Regions from separate parts of the Mus musculus genome. Here regions 2 and 3 are each linked to region 1. A link is a contact called in public Hi-C and promoter capture Hi-C data. All regions are on one chromosome and are shown on one strand. The core of a region is the stretch at or near the end of the contact, and the rest is flanking DNA. Distances in the headings are between cores, read along the strand shown. Region 1 holds the start of Immt (inner membrane protein, mitochondrial). Region 2 holds the start of Tmsb10 (thymosin, beta 10). Region 3 holds the start of Kcmf1 (potassium channel modulatory factor 1).

Evidence for each region. Promoter capture Hi-C pulls out the DNA fragments that hold promoters and counts their contacts. A called contact is a pair of places that touch in the nucleus more often than the background predicts.
Region 2: a promoter capture Hi-C map of pre-B cells shows a contact between it and region 1, with 2.4 times the contacts expected there. The contact joins the promoter of Tmsb10 here to the promoter of Immt in region 1. A contact is called at or near these places in 1 of 39 promoter capture datasets (pre-B cells), 1 of 115 datasets of contacts at active chromatin or transcription factors (pancreatic cancer cells) and 1 of 9 other capture datasets (adipose tissue).
Region 3: a contact with region 1 is called in a Hi-C map of uterus. The contact joins the promoter of Kcmf1 here to the promoter of Immt in region 1.

What each region holds. Positions count from the first base shown.
Region 1 is chr6:71,829,472-71,833,622 of GRCm38.p6, forward strand. It overlaps Immt (inner membrane protein, mitochondrial), which reads left to right and starts at 1,849. Exons shown (of 15, transcript NM_001253681.1): 1 at 1,849-2,044. The coding sequence starts at 2,000.
Region 2 is chr6:72,956,360-72,960,510 of GRCm38.p6, forward strand. It overlaps Tmsb10 (thymosin, beta 10), which reads right to left and starts at 2,124. Exons shown (of 3, transcript NM_025284.4): 1 at 1,978-2,124; 2 at 1,554-1,665; 3 at 988-1,293. The coding sequence starts at 1,653. The coding sequence ends at 1,259.
Region 3 is chr6:72,897,772-72,901,922 of GRCm38.p6, forward strand. It overlaps Kcmf1 (potassium channel modulatory factor 1), which reads right to left and starts at 2,208. Exons shown (of 7, transcript NM_019715.2): 1 at 1,843-2,208. The coding sequence starts at 1,858.

The DNA of each region.
Region 1 (4,151 bases), core at 599-3,098:
CAGTTAAAGGTTATGAGCTGCCTGAGGTGGGTGCTGGGAACCGAACTCAGATGCCCTGCACACCTGCACCCAGATCCAGCTTTGCTGTTTTTGTTTTCCAAGACAGGGTTTCTCTGTGTAGCCTTCACTGTCCTGGAACTCACTTTGTAGACCAGGCTGGCCTCGAACTCAGAAATCCGCCTTCCTCTGCCTCCCAAGTGCTGGGATTAAAGGCATGCGCCACCAATGCCCGGCTTAAGATTTATTTTTATAAATCATGTCTGTGTCTGTATCTGGAGGGCTCTCTGATAATTTATAGGAAGTTGTAAGCTGCCTGATATTGGGGCTGTGAACTGAATCTGGGTCCTCTACAAGAATAATATATGCTCTTAGACATTGAACCATTTCTCCAGCCCTGAAGAATGAGATCTTAAAGCCAAGGAGACTGTCTGTAGTACAAGGTCCGAAGTGTAGTACAAAAGCAGCCCCGGGTCAACAGTGTGCGAGACGTTATCACGCTGGCAAGAACCAGAGCAGCGGTGAACAGGGATGGAGCCAGACTGCTAGATTTACTAAGAAAATGGGAGGACTGGAGGCTGTCGAATGATGACATGACAAAGATCGACAAGTACATTACTGAAGTGCTCTGAAAAGCTTGGCATGTATAGAACGTAGATAATATAGAACATAAACACATTTTTGATATTTTTCAAATCTTTCCTGTTTTTTGTTTGAAATTTATGTAGTCCAATCCTGCAACAGCCTCCCAAGTGCTGTCATTTACAGTGTGACCACAACACTGGACTTCATTTATTTTATAAATGAAAATAAAAGTGCAGCTTTTTTTTATCTGTATCGTATCATAACAAATCACCTACTTATGGCTTGTAAGTATTTTGCAAACAGATTTGTTGTTTTGTGGTTTTCAAGACAGGGTCTCAATATATTCAGCTGGCTGTCCTGGAACTCTGTAGATCAAGCTGGCCTTGAACTCAAAAGATATCTGCCTACCTCTACCTCTCTAGCGCTGGGATTAAAAGCATGCACGACTAGGTCCAGCCTCCAACAGATTTTGAAAATTATTTTTCTATGTTATTATGGTAAGAGAACCACATAATCATAGTGGAATTTACATAGAATATTAACGACAGTCAATTTTTAACACATTGTTAAACTCAGAACGCTTGGAAGAGTCTTCCAAACCGTCCCCAAAACTGCGACCGAAATCATCTTTATAAAATAAAAGTGGCAAAAAAAAAAAAAAAAAAAAAAAAAAAGCGGTGTGACTTAAGTAAAAACCTGAACTTAGAATTTGGGTTCCTATCCGTTCTCTACTATTTAAAGACACCGGAAACACATTCTGCCCCAGGATGCCTTCAGCACATTCGCTTATTCTTCAGCAACCCTTTGGAAAAGAAAAAAAAAAAAAAAAAAAAAAAAAAAAAACCAAAAAAAAAAAAAAAACCCTGTAGGCATACGTGTGCCTCAGCTCCATAAAGAAGTCAGCGGACAACTAATTGGAATCGATTCTATTGCCACCAGAGAGGTCGCAAATTTCAGGTCGTCAGGACTGGGAGCAGGCGTCCCTACCGGATCCACCTCCCCATCCCTTTAATTCTAAGAGTCTAATTCTAATTTAATTCACCAACGCTTTAATTCTAAGAGTCACAGTCGAACTTTACACAGCACTCTCCGGCCAGTTCACCTAGTAACCCGGTCATCTGCAGACAAACTAGCGCCCAAGCGCGACCCGGAAGGAGAACCTGCCCTTCCGCCTCCTAGTCGCCAATCACCGCTTTACTCCCCTTTTCGCAGCCGGGGTGAGTCCCACCCTCAGGGAGCCGCCTCGGCTGTAGCAGGGGAGGAGGCGGCGCGTGCGCAGTGGTGCCGGTGGCCCTTCCGGTGCGCCGGACGCAGCTAGGCTGTACAGACGCGGGCACGCACACCAGCACGCACGCCCTCCTCTCGTGCGGCCGCGGTCGTTCCCGCGTCCACCAGCAGCGCTGTCGCTTCGGCAGAAATGCTGCGGGCCTGTCAGTTATCCGGCGTGACCGTCGCGGCCCAGGTGAGCGTGGGGTCTCTCCGAAGGGGCGCGTGGTCACGCTGACTGCGGACTGCCAACGGACAACGTGAGAGGCATCCATGATGCGCACCCCCCCCAGGCAGAGCCACCCCTAGTGCGGGGAACCGAGGCAGTCCTCTAGGGCGGCCGCTGGACTGGAATGACTCGAGGGTTATTGCTGAAGAAGCGGGCTGGGGTGTGGAGCGCGGGGAGGCGGGTGTGCCGCTGAGGCGTGGCTTCAGGGACCTGGTATCCAATCAGTACCTCCTTATCTCAGTCTCGGACCAATCCTGGCTGCTGGCGTCTGGGCCGCCGGTTGGGCACGTGATAGGTTTCCAATCGTGAAGGTCGGCGCGGGAGAACTACAGTTCCCAGCAGGGATTGCTTCTCAGGGCTTGTTGCATCTTTAATAAGCAGGTTCCTGGACTGGTGGAGAGCCTAGGGGTCAAAGTTGCTGTTAATCTGGGAGTGGGTTCCTTTTGTTTCCGTAGCCGAGAGCGCCTTTGAGCTAGTCTTATAGTAAAAGGTGAAAGATTTTTCATTTCTCGAGCTTAAACTTCTGGTGCTGAAGGAGGACAGAAGTCATGACCTTGTGCTTATTTCTGAGATTAGCTTGGGGATCAGTGTCTCTAAGCACTGGAACCATGTCTGACATTCAGGTATCTTAGGCGCCCTGTTTTGTCTCTCTTTAATTTTTCATAACTGTCAGTATAACTTTCTACAGTTGAAAATAAAAACCCCATTTCCATTACTCAGAAGTTTTAGAAAACTAACACTTGAAAGGTTATGAGGAACATGCTGCAACTTGAGCAGTAATTGGATAAAGTTTCGAGACAGGGTCATCCTGAGATGATTGAAGTTAAGCAGTTTTGTTCTTTATTTTTGCTTTACTGTTTGTCCTTCAGCCTCTTGCATAGGGAAGTGAGCCCCGTATTAGTTTTCTGTTGGTATTTATCCAACAGCACACATTAAGCAGCCTGTAACTACACCCTCATTGATTATCTTCCAGTTTTTGTAGTAGTCTGGACATTAGTGTTGTGGAGTCTCAGCTTAGAGTCATGCAAGGCTTTGTTGAGAAGTATTAGCTGTGCTTTGATTCTCATTTGTAGATAGTACTTTTTACTTCCTCCAAATTCATAATTAGCTAAATCCAGCCCCTTCAGGTGTTGCACTAAAGTCCATGTTCTCTCCTGTGTCTTGCAGGTGGCTGCTCTCAGCTTTTAGAACCTTCTAACAATTTCTTGCCACAAGGCACTTACAGGCCATTCCTAACACCAAACACGAAACACAACACATTTAGTATTACCATGTGCTTCTTTCTGTCTTTACTTCAACATCTCTTCTCTCATTGATTTATTTACTAGACTAGCCCTACCTGAGTAACTTCCCTAATTCAGATTTCTTTTTGGGGAGCTCAGTTAGAGACTAAAACATGAATGGTATTCTAGCTCTCAACAAACATTTTAAAGTTCCCTGAAGTCACTGTCAACAAATTCATAGGTTTATTGTCATTACCTCTTCATTCATTCTGTAGCATTTGATATTGCTGCTTATTTGTGTGTGTGTCTATCTGTCTGTCTGAGAGAGAGAGAGTGAGAGAGAGTGTGTGTGTGTGTGAATGAATGAATATGTGTACATGTACACACCTATGGAGGCCAGAAGAGGATACTGTATCCCCCAGTGCTAAGGTTAATCAGTGGTTGTAGACTCCCTGACACTGATACTGAACTCAGGTCCTCTGGAAGAACATTAAATATAAGTGAGCTTTTCCATTTATGGCCCTGTTCCTGTGTAATGACTTGGGAGGCTTATTATTCATGAATAAATGCCTAGGTCTTAAGCAGGGCTTGTCCCCTGACTAGTTAGTATCTTATATGTCTCATTTATACTATTCTATGTCTGCGGCCTGGCTGGTTACCTCTCCTCGGTTTCATACCCAGTCCAGGTTGTGAATCTTCTGTGATTATTTTCCTGAGTGTTCTCATTCTCTCTCTTTCTTTCTTTCTTTCTTTCTTTCTTTCTTTCTCTCTCTCTCTCTTTCTCCCACCTCCCTTCCTCCCCTTCTGTCTCTCCCTCTCTCCCCTTCTTCCTCCTCTCAATTTTGCATTTA
Region 2 (4,151 bases), core at 874-3,373, 1.1 Mb after region 1:
TATGTAAACCAGGCATTGGCTCCCCAACCTGTCTGTCCGCTGATCTGCCCTGACTGCCGGTCTCACTACTAGGTTTTAAATTTCTTGTGACCAGGAGGATACAGCTCATTTGAACTAACTGCCCTCATCTATTTATCCAGTCCCTTGGGGGTAAGGCAAAAATGTGGGGCAAACCCTATCCAATTGTTTCCCTCCCTCCCCTCCTACAGGAAAAGGCTACCCCTGTAATCATAAGCCTGCTTCAGTGCCCAATACCCTTGGGCTCCTCCTCCATTAGCCCCACTGTGCTGGTCCCACCCCTTCCCTGTGGGTCATGAAAGGGTGTGACCTCCTTCAGTTCTGCCGCCACAACGCACGCACCCGCTGCTCTCTTCCACCCTCAGAGGATCTGTCTGGGAGGCAGCTCAGCCTATGCTCCCTCTATAATGGCTAACGCATTCGCATAAGGTTCAGAGACAAAAAACTAGGCTGATCTCCGTGGCTGCAGTTCTGAAGATGTTCCGCAAGTTGTGATATAATGCGGTTTTATCTGGCCTTTGTTTTTATTTCACCTCATTCTGTTAACACCCAATAGAAAACCTCGTGTGTTTGTGTCTGAGGGATGGACCCCGACCTCGCCCAATTTCCCACATTCCTGAATGATTCTTTGCATCCTTTCCTCTCAGACTTTAACAAATCACTGCTTCTGGTGTGCGTGAAAGGTTAAGAGGGCAGAAGAAAAGGTAGGATTTGAAGAGCCGATCAAAAGCAAAGCTTAATCTTTTGGACAGCATTTTTCAAAATGGGGTTAAAATTGACATGGATCGCATTAAGGGCGAAGCAACTGAGAACCCAGGAAACCGCATGTCGAGAAGCACGTAAAACAAAAATAAAAACGATACATCCTCCTCACCCATTCTACCACGTCCCCTCCTCTCTCCCTGCGGCACAACTCACTCCCAGACCGCTCTGCCCACGCATACTCAACTAAAAAATTCAGACCACGCCAACCATGCCACGAGGTGTTTTTATTTTCATCAATCATACAAATAATTTTCTATAATATCCCAGGGCAAACCGGTGAAATTTGGCAGTCCGATTAGTGGAGGGGTCCCCTTCAGAGACCCGCGGGCCGGTGGCATCGGCTCGGAGTGCCCGGGTTTCACAGTGCAGCTTGTGGCTCGCGTCCATCTTGCAGGTGGCTCTTCCTCCACATCACGAGGGGGTCTTGGAGATGATGGGGCGGGGTGGGGTGGGGTGGGGAAATCTTCCTAGGCTTTTAGGAGATTTCACTCCTCTTTTCCTGTTCAATGGCTGCGAAGGGAGGGATGTGGTCATTGGAGCTACCTTACAGCCCCCCATACCCAACCCACAAACCTGGTGTGGGTGAGGCACCCACGAGGCCTGCGGACAGAGAAGGGGTTTGGAAGAGACAAAGTGCTTTGTGTGACTGGAAGGGTGGCTGTGGCCTTAGATTCGGGGTGGGAAGATAGTGGCCGGATGGGGGTGGGGGTGCCGGGCTGGCACAGCAGGGAAGGGAGGAGCGCTGGGGTGGGAACCCGGGGCACACTTACTCTCTTTGGTCGGCAGGGTGTTCTTCTCCTGCGTCTCGGTTTTCTTCAGCTTGGCCTTATCGAAGCTGGCGATTTCCCCCATGTCCGGCTTGTCTGCCATTTTCTTACAACTCTGATGGGCGAAACAAGGTGATAATGGGTGGCCAGGGGCTTGGGGGTGACCAGCGCGTCCTGGATCCCGCGCCTTCCGCGAACGCCTCTCAACGTGGCATTCCCAGTCCTGGGCGTTCCCGCAGCCCGGAGGCCGAGGATCCTAGACTCGTCCACCACACCCTCCCTCCGAAGCCCCAGGGCGTGGCCTGCTAGCCCCAGAAGATTCCAAACCGCCGGGTCGCCTGTTGCAACCGAAGGGGAACGCGCCCGCCAGCCATAAACTGGCCCGACCCCACCCAGGGTAGGCCCCAAGGCCGGCGCTGTGCCTTACCGTGGATTCTCCTTCCGAGCTCGCGCTCCAGGTGCTCCCACTCTCGTTGCTGCAGCAAGAGACAAAAGAGCGGCGCCCGCCCCTCGTCTTATATACACCGCGCCCCGCCCCGCCTCTCGCCCGCCGCAACGAGGGCGTGGCCAGCCCGCGCGGAGGGCGTGGCCAGCGCGCGCGGGGGCTGGGGGGCGCTCAGCATCTCCAGGCTGCCTGGGGCTCCGCCCTTCTCGGCCCGCGTTCCTAACCCGTTGCGATCCCGCGTGGAGGGTGGCAGGCACCAGCTCCCGGTGGTCTCTTTTCTTGATATATCTCCTTTTCCTAGTACCCAGGAGCCTGCTGCTCACCCCGCGGGAAGGGCGTGGGGGGGGGGGCAGCGGGGAAGGACTTGGGGTTTTGTTGAATGTATGTGTGGTGTAGGGTTGTGGGTGTGCGGGCGAGCACGCGCGCTCTGCTGCAGCCCTGCTCGCGGGAGACACCCCACCCGCGTCGCCTCAAGTCTCTTGCGTTTGCTCTCCAGAGTCTCCTTCTTTCTATTTTCTTGTGGTTGGTGCTTCTTAAAACAAGCTGTTTTCAGGCATTGTCTAAGGGCGGAGGTGGGAGCTAGGACTCCCGGGAGGGCTCCGCTGTTCCTTTTCTCAGTGGCCTTTTAGAAACACTGTACTGGAGGGTGCGGTTTTTCTCCTTCAGTTAACCTTCAATGTGGTTTTTAGAAGGAAAAAGAGGGGAAAAAGCTCCTGTGCCTGCAAACCTTGCTTTTTCTTGTTAACCCATTCCAGGAGTGGGATACTGCACTCCTGAAAAAGTTACCTCTTCAGCTCCTACAACCCCCATGGACAGTGAGTTCTATTATATCACCCAGGGCTGAAACGCCATCCATCCCCACTCCCATCCCTTTTCCTGTGTTGAATATAGAGCATATTCTACTGATAGAAGAAAAAGAGGAGAAACATTTCCTGAACGGCAAACTTCATGGTTCAGATAGACAGACAAAGAGCAAAATATCTTTGCTTGAAGTAATAACAGTTTAGTGGGGGTGGGGGTTGTAGAGAGTTGTCTCATCCACGTGGGGCTCACCCACACGGTGGCTTACAAGCATCTGTAGCTCTAGTTTTAGGAGACTTGGCATCCTCTTCTGGCCTGCTTGGGCACCAGGTATGAGTTTGGTGTGCATAAAACACTCATGCACATAAAATAAAAATAAATCTTTTAAAGAAAGTTGTTTCTTATGTAACACAATCCTGTGATTTCTGTACTAGTCTCCTTTTTAAAAAATTATTTTCTTTAGAAAGGGCGTCACCTGTTTATGTAGCCATATGTTTATGGATCTCAGTATGTAGATCAGCCTGGATTTGAACTCATAGAGATTGGCCTGTTTCTTGAATGTTAGGCCTAAAAGCCTGTGTTATCATGCCTGGCTTTGTGCTTTTTATTGCATAGTGACTGGTATTCAGGCCCCCTTTCTCTTGTTATTCTGGACCCCTCCATCTTCTATATCCAGGCAGTGGACCAGGAAAGAAAGGAGGATGAAAAGTCACACTAGAATTTAGCCTCAGATTCAGAAGTCGCTTCCATCACTTCTGTCTTCATTTCCTTGGCCTAGAATGTAGTCACATGCTCTTACCCAAAGTCCAGGAAATCTGGGAAACCGAAAGCAGGGCTGGGCAGATTGAAACAGTCTCTACTTGTTGAAGGATCTGCTAAGCTTGAACATAAAACTATCCAGACATCCAGAGATAGTATCTCTGGATTCCGTGCTGGATGCAATGCTAACCTTAAGTTAGGTTTGGACTTCCTGGGCTTCACCTTGAAGTCAGTGCATAAATGTCCAATTGTACAAGGTTGCATCCAAGGTGAACTCCAATCCCTTTTCTCTTTATTGAGGGAAGAAATCTGATTCTTCTAGGTGTAGGCATAGAGAAGAGATGCAGGATTCCCAACAAAGGATCATCAAGTCGACTTGCAGGCATTCCCTGTACTTGCTAAGTTCAGCTCAGCGGCTCCTTTCCAGAAAGAAAACACCATCAAAGGTGCTTAACAGCTGTGGCCGGTCTGGAGATATAACTGAGTTGATAGATGCTTGCCTAACATACTTGAGGCCCTTGGCTTCGTCCTCAGCATCACATACACTGAGCCAGAAACCTATAATCTTAGTTAGTGGGAGTTAGAGACAGAAGAAT
Region 3 (4,151 bases), core at 958-3,457, 1.1 Mb after region 1:
TACCCTTTCCAAGACTAAAGAGGGAATGATGATGAGCTTAGATCACACAATATTTTATTGAAGGATGCTATACCTACCTAAGCCATTTTAATTACTCAAACACACCATCTGAGGGTACTTTTTCCAGGCTACTGCTCATTAAGACTATTCCGTCTGCTTCTTTAAGGCGATTGCTATTCTGTTATTTTAATCTGGTTCCTGAGTTGGAGCCTGAACTTCATGCTCACTTTCACTTTGTCTTGAAGGTGGTCAATACACCAACTGATGCCATCTAAAATTAACCTCACCATCTCCAAATGGAATTTGACTACAACCTTAATGAAGACTTTTTTCAAGTGCGGTGATAAGGAACACACTCCCATTAAGCTTATAAAACGGTTTAGCAGGTGAGTTCCCAAATATTTCTTTTCATCTGACTGAGGCTAAATTAAGTACCCTGCTATTTATTTCAAAGTGACCAACACATTAACAGTTAGTAATCAAAAATGCCCCATGCTCTTCCCTATCATTAGGTTTTTTTTTTTAAATAAAAACTCTCCAAACATAAAATGATCAGAGTCAATCACAATCTTGCCTTTAGAAATGCAAATTCCGAAACTTTCACTAAATGTATGTTAATTGATCTGAGTTTGTCACCTTAGAAAAGCCAAGGTCTGTACTTCCCTAAGAATGCCCTTCCCTCGGCGATAAACTGCCTCCTCAAACTTTCTTCACTTCCAAAACACCTATACAGGATTTGGAAAATCTTAGGGACTCAATTATTTTCAGGTCACTTATACAATCTTCCATTAACCGTACCGAAATAAACTTTTCACTAAGTCGGTGACTACTTTTAAAGGTAAAACCTGCTGTAGTGAAACAAAGAGAACATAGCCCCCTCCCCCCTTCCTAAACCATATGGTAGTAAATTCAAGTTAACTTATTTTTTCGCCAGTTCATCGCCCATCCATCGGCCTGAAAACACTTGTGCCTTTGTGCCGTGGGGCTGGGACGCGAGTGGTCTGATTCTTAACCACAGAACCCCAGCGTGTTTCCACAGGGCACCGCGGAAGTCCAAACGCCCCCCGACTGGAAGCCTGCTTCGGTGGGCAGCGCACGCGGGTGAGGGCCCGGGACCGGCCGGGAGCAAGTTCCGCTCCGGCGAGGTGACGGAGCAGGGAGTTTGCTCACCGCGGCCGGGCTGGATCCGCCCCGGGAACTTGGCTTACCCGAGCCCAGGGACGCGCAGAGGCCTACCGCGAGGCCGGGCGAGCTCCAGTCACAGAGGGCTGCCCGAGCCCGAGCCGCGGCGTCTTCCCGCCCGCACGGCCGCGGCCCTCAGGCGGGGCCGTCGCTCGCCCGCGGTCTCCCAGAGACCGGACGCGCCCGCGGGGCCCGGACCCCGCTCCCCCTTGTCGCGGCCGCACGCCCGAGACCCGGCTCGGCCACGGCGCCCGGCTCTTCCGGGAGCCGCCGCAGCTAGGCCGCGCCGGGGCCCCGCGGTTCCCCCGGGCGGGCCGGCCGGGCCTCGGCGTCCGGTATGTGTCCCGAGGGCCAGGCTCCCGCCGGTAACGGGCCCCGCCGCTTCCCCTCCCCCTCTCCCGCCCCATGACAGTGCAAAGCCTCCGGCCGCCCGGCCGCCCCGCCTCCGGCTCCAGGCCCAGCTCAGGGCCGCGGCCGCAAGCCACGGTTGCGGCCGCCGCTCCCGCTCGCTCTTCGGGCCGCGGTGGCCTCGGGTTCCCCAGCCCCGCGACTCGGGCCCGGCCCGCGTCCCCGCCGGTGCCCCGCTGCCCTCGGCGGCGCCCGGACTTCGGGCGGGGTAGGCCGAGGCCCAAGCGGTGGGGGCGGGGGCTCGGCTCTCACCTTCATGTCGGGACATCCTAGTTCAGACGCTGGCGGCGCGGCCCCTCCCGGGCTCCCGGCTGCAGTGTGCCCCCACCGCGGGCTCCCGGCGCTGCCCGCGCCCGGCCGGCCGACTCCCACTCGACTCCCGGGCTCGGCCGCGGGGGCGGGGTGGGCAGGGGAGCGCTCCCGCGGCGGCGGCGGCGGCGGCGGCGGGGAGGCGGCGCGGGGCGGGAATGGGGCCGGGCCTGGCCGGGGCTGAGCTCCTCCAGGAGGCGGGTCCGACGCGGCCGCGGCTCCGCCGGCGCCCGCCGTGACTCGGTCACTCTCGGGCCCCCGCCGGCTCCCGGCAGCGGCGCGGCGTCCGCAAATCCCGCTCGTCCCCTCCCCCGGCCCGCCCCCCGCCCGTCCGTCTCCCGGCTCCGGCCGCCGCCTCCTCCTCCTCCTCTTCCTCCTCTTCCGCCTCCTTCCGCCCGCACGCCCGCCCCGCCTCTCGCCGCCCTGAGGCCCCGCGGCCGGCGGGCGACCGTGCTTGGCGGCGGTCCTGCCGCGGTCCCGCAGGCACCCGAGCCCAGCCGCGGCCCGCCACGCTGCGCGTGGGGAGGACGAGGACGCGAAACGCCCCCGACGTGGCTCCCCAGCGCCTGGGCGCGCGGCGGCCGGGCCATCGCAGACGTCCCGGGGACGTGTGTGTGTTTGTGTGCTGCTTTGAAAGCCGGGGACCCAGAAGGGAATGGCAGTCGGGCCTCCGGGGCTCGCGGGTCCCCAGACCCAGGGGGAGGCCGAGGCCTAGCGAGCCGGCTCGGCCGCCCGCTCGAATGCGCTGCGGGAAAAACTTGGTGGGCTTCGGGGGTACTTTGCTTCCGGCTGTGTGTGCAGGTCTTTCCCTCCACCCAGGCTCCTTACAGGCTACTTTCTCTTCAGGCATTGCTAACTCGACAAACACTTGAGACTACCCCTGACCACGTGTCAGTGGTGGCGTGGCGCAGGTAGAACAGATCGCGCCCTGGAGTTAAGACGTGTTCAGCCCTGGGATTCTGGTTCTGATATGCTCGGTGTAACCTTGAACAAGTGACTTAACCTTGCTGAGCCTTCGCTCTAAATTGGTTCGCTTTGGGTGGTTAATTTTGCCTTGGTAGTCTCGAGATTGGACAAAGTTCCCAGCTAAGTTTACTGAAACTAGGGTCCAAGGTACTGCTTGCTTTGGCGATTTTCCTAATTTGCCCACCCTCCACCGACTGTGGGACCTGGACAAAGCGTTGGTTGCCTTAGCTTCTGTGACTTTCAAAAAGGGCAAGCATATCAATAGATGCAGGAGAGATACAGTACCAAGATTCGACGTGTAGAGTAGCAAAGGAAGGACCCTATTTGTTACAATATTTTATTGAATATGATTTAAGATATGTCTGGTTTTGAAAATACTAAAAGGCTTAATCCGAGAGACTACATAGTAGGTCATCCCTGTCTACCCAAGAAACTAGCTGTAATTAAATTGGGGGTGGTTTTGAGGCATGACCTCAGATAGCCCGAGGCAGTCCTTGAATTGCTCAAGTAGCTGATTCTGACCTTCCCATCTCCCAGGGGCTGGAACGAAAGGCATCTTCCACCACACCCCCACCTAATTTGGGTTTAAATGAGGACTAGATAACAAATATTTCTGTTTCGGGTGTGGAATTCCGCACACTACAGACCGGCCTGAGGAAGACTATGCCTAGTAGGGCTTACAAAGGGAGAGCAGGGTTTGTAGTTAGCCTGATCGACATCCTGGTTAGTGGGTCCTTTCTGACAACCCTACACATTTTATTATTGGCAAGTGATCCTGGGTGTAAGCCAGTTCCCTGAACTTGAGCTGTGAAAGTCAGGCTAGCAGCTCTTAACGCATACACAGGTGGTGAATAATGGTTTTTTATAAATTTGTATCAAAGTTTGTAAGCAGTTCTGTAAAAATGCTGGAGCATTTAGAGTAGCCAACAAAAGCAACACTTCCAGAAAGGAATACCAGTAAGTATGGAAAAAACTGGGTGAAAATAGAAAGGAGACTATTGAGGAGGAAGAAGGGGCTGGAGCTGTGAGGTGAAGTGTGCCCCAAGTCCCAAGTCTACGGAAAAGTCACTCAGGGTTGTGTACAGGCATGATGCTAGGGGAAGAAACATTAAAAACAAGTCTTACTGTATTGAAGGGTTAGCTAGTTTTTTTTTTTTTTTCACCTGCCTCTGCCTCCCAAGTGCTGGGTTTAAAGGCCTGTGTTACCACTGCCCGGTAGGGTTAGCTAGTCTTGTTCATGGGAGGAAACATAGCTTGGTCTGACCTCCAAGGGACTACCATGTTTT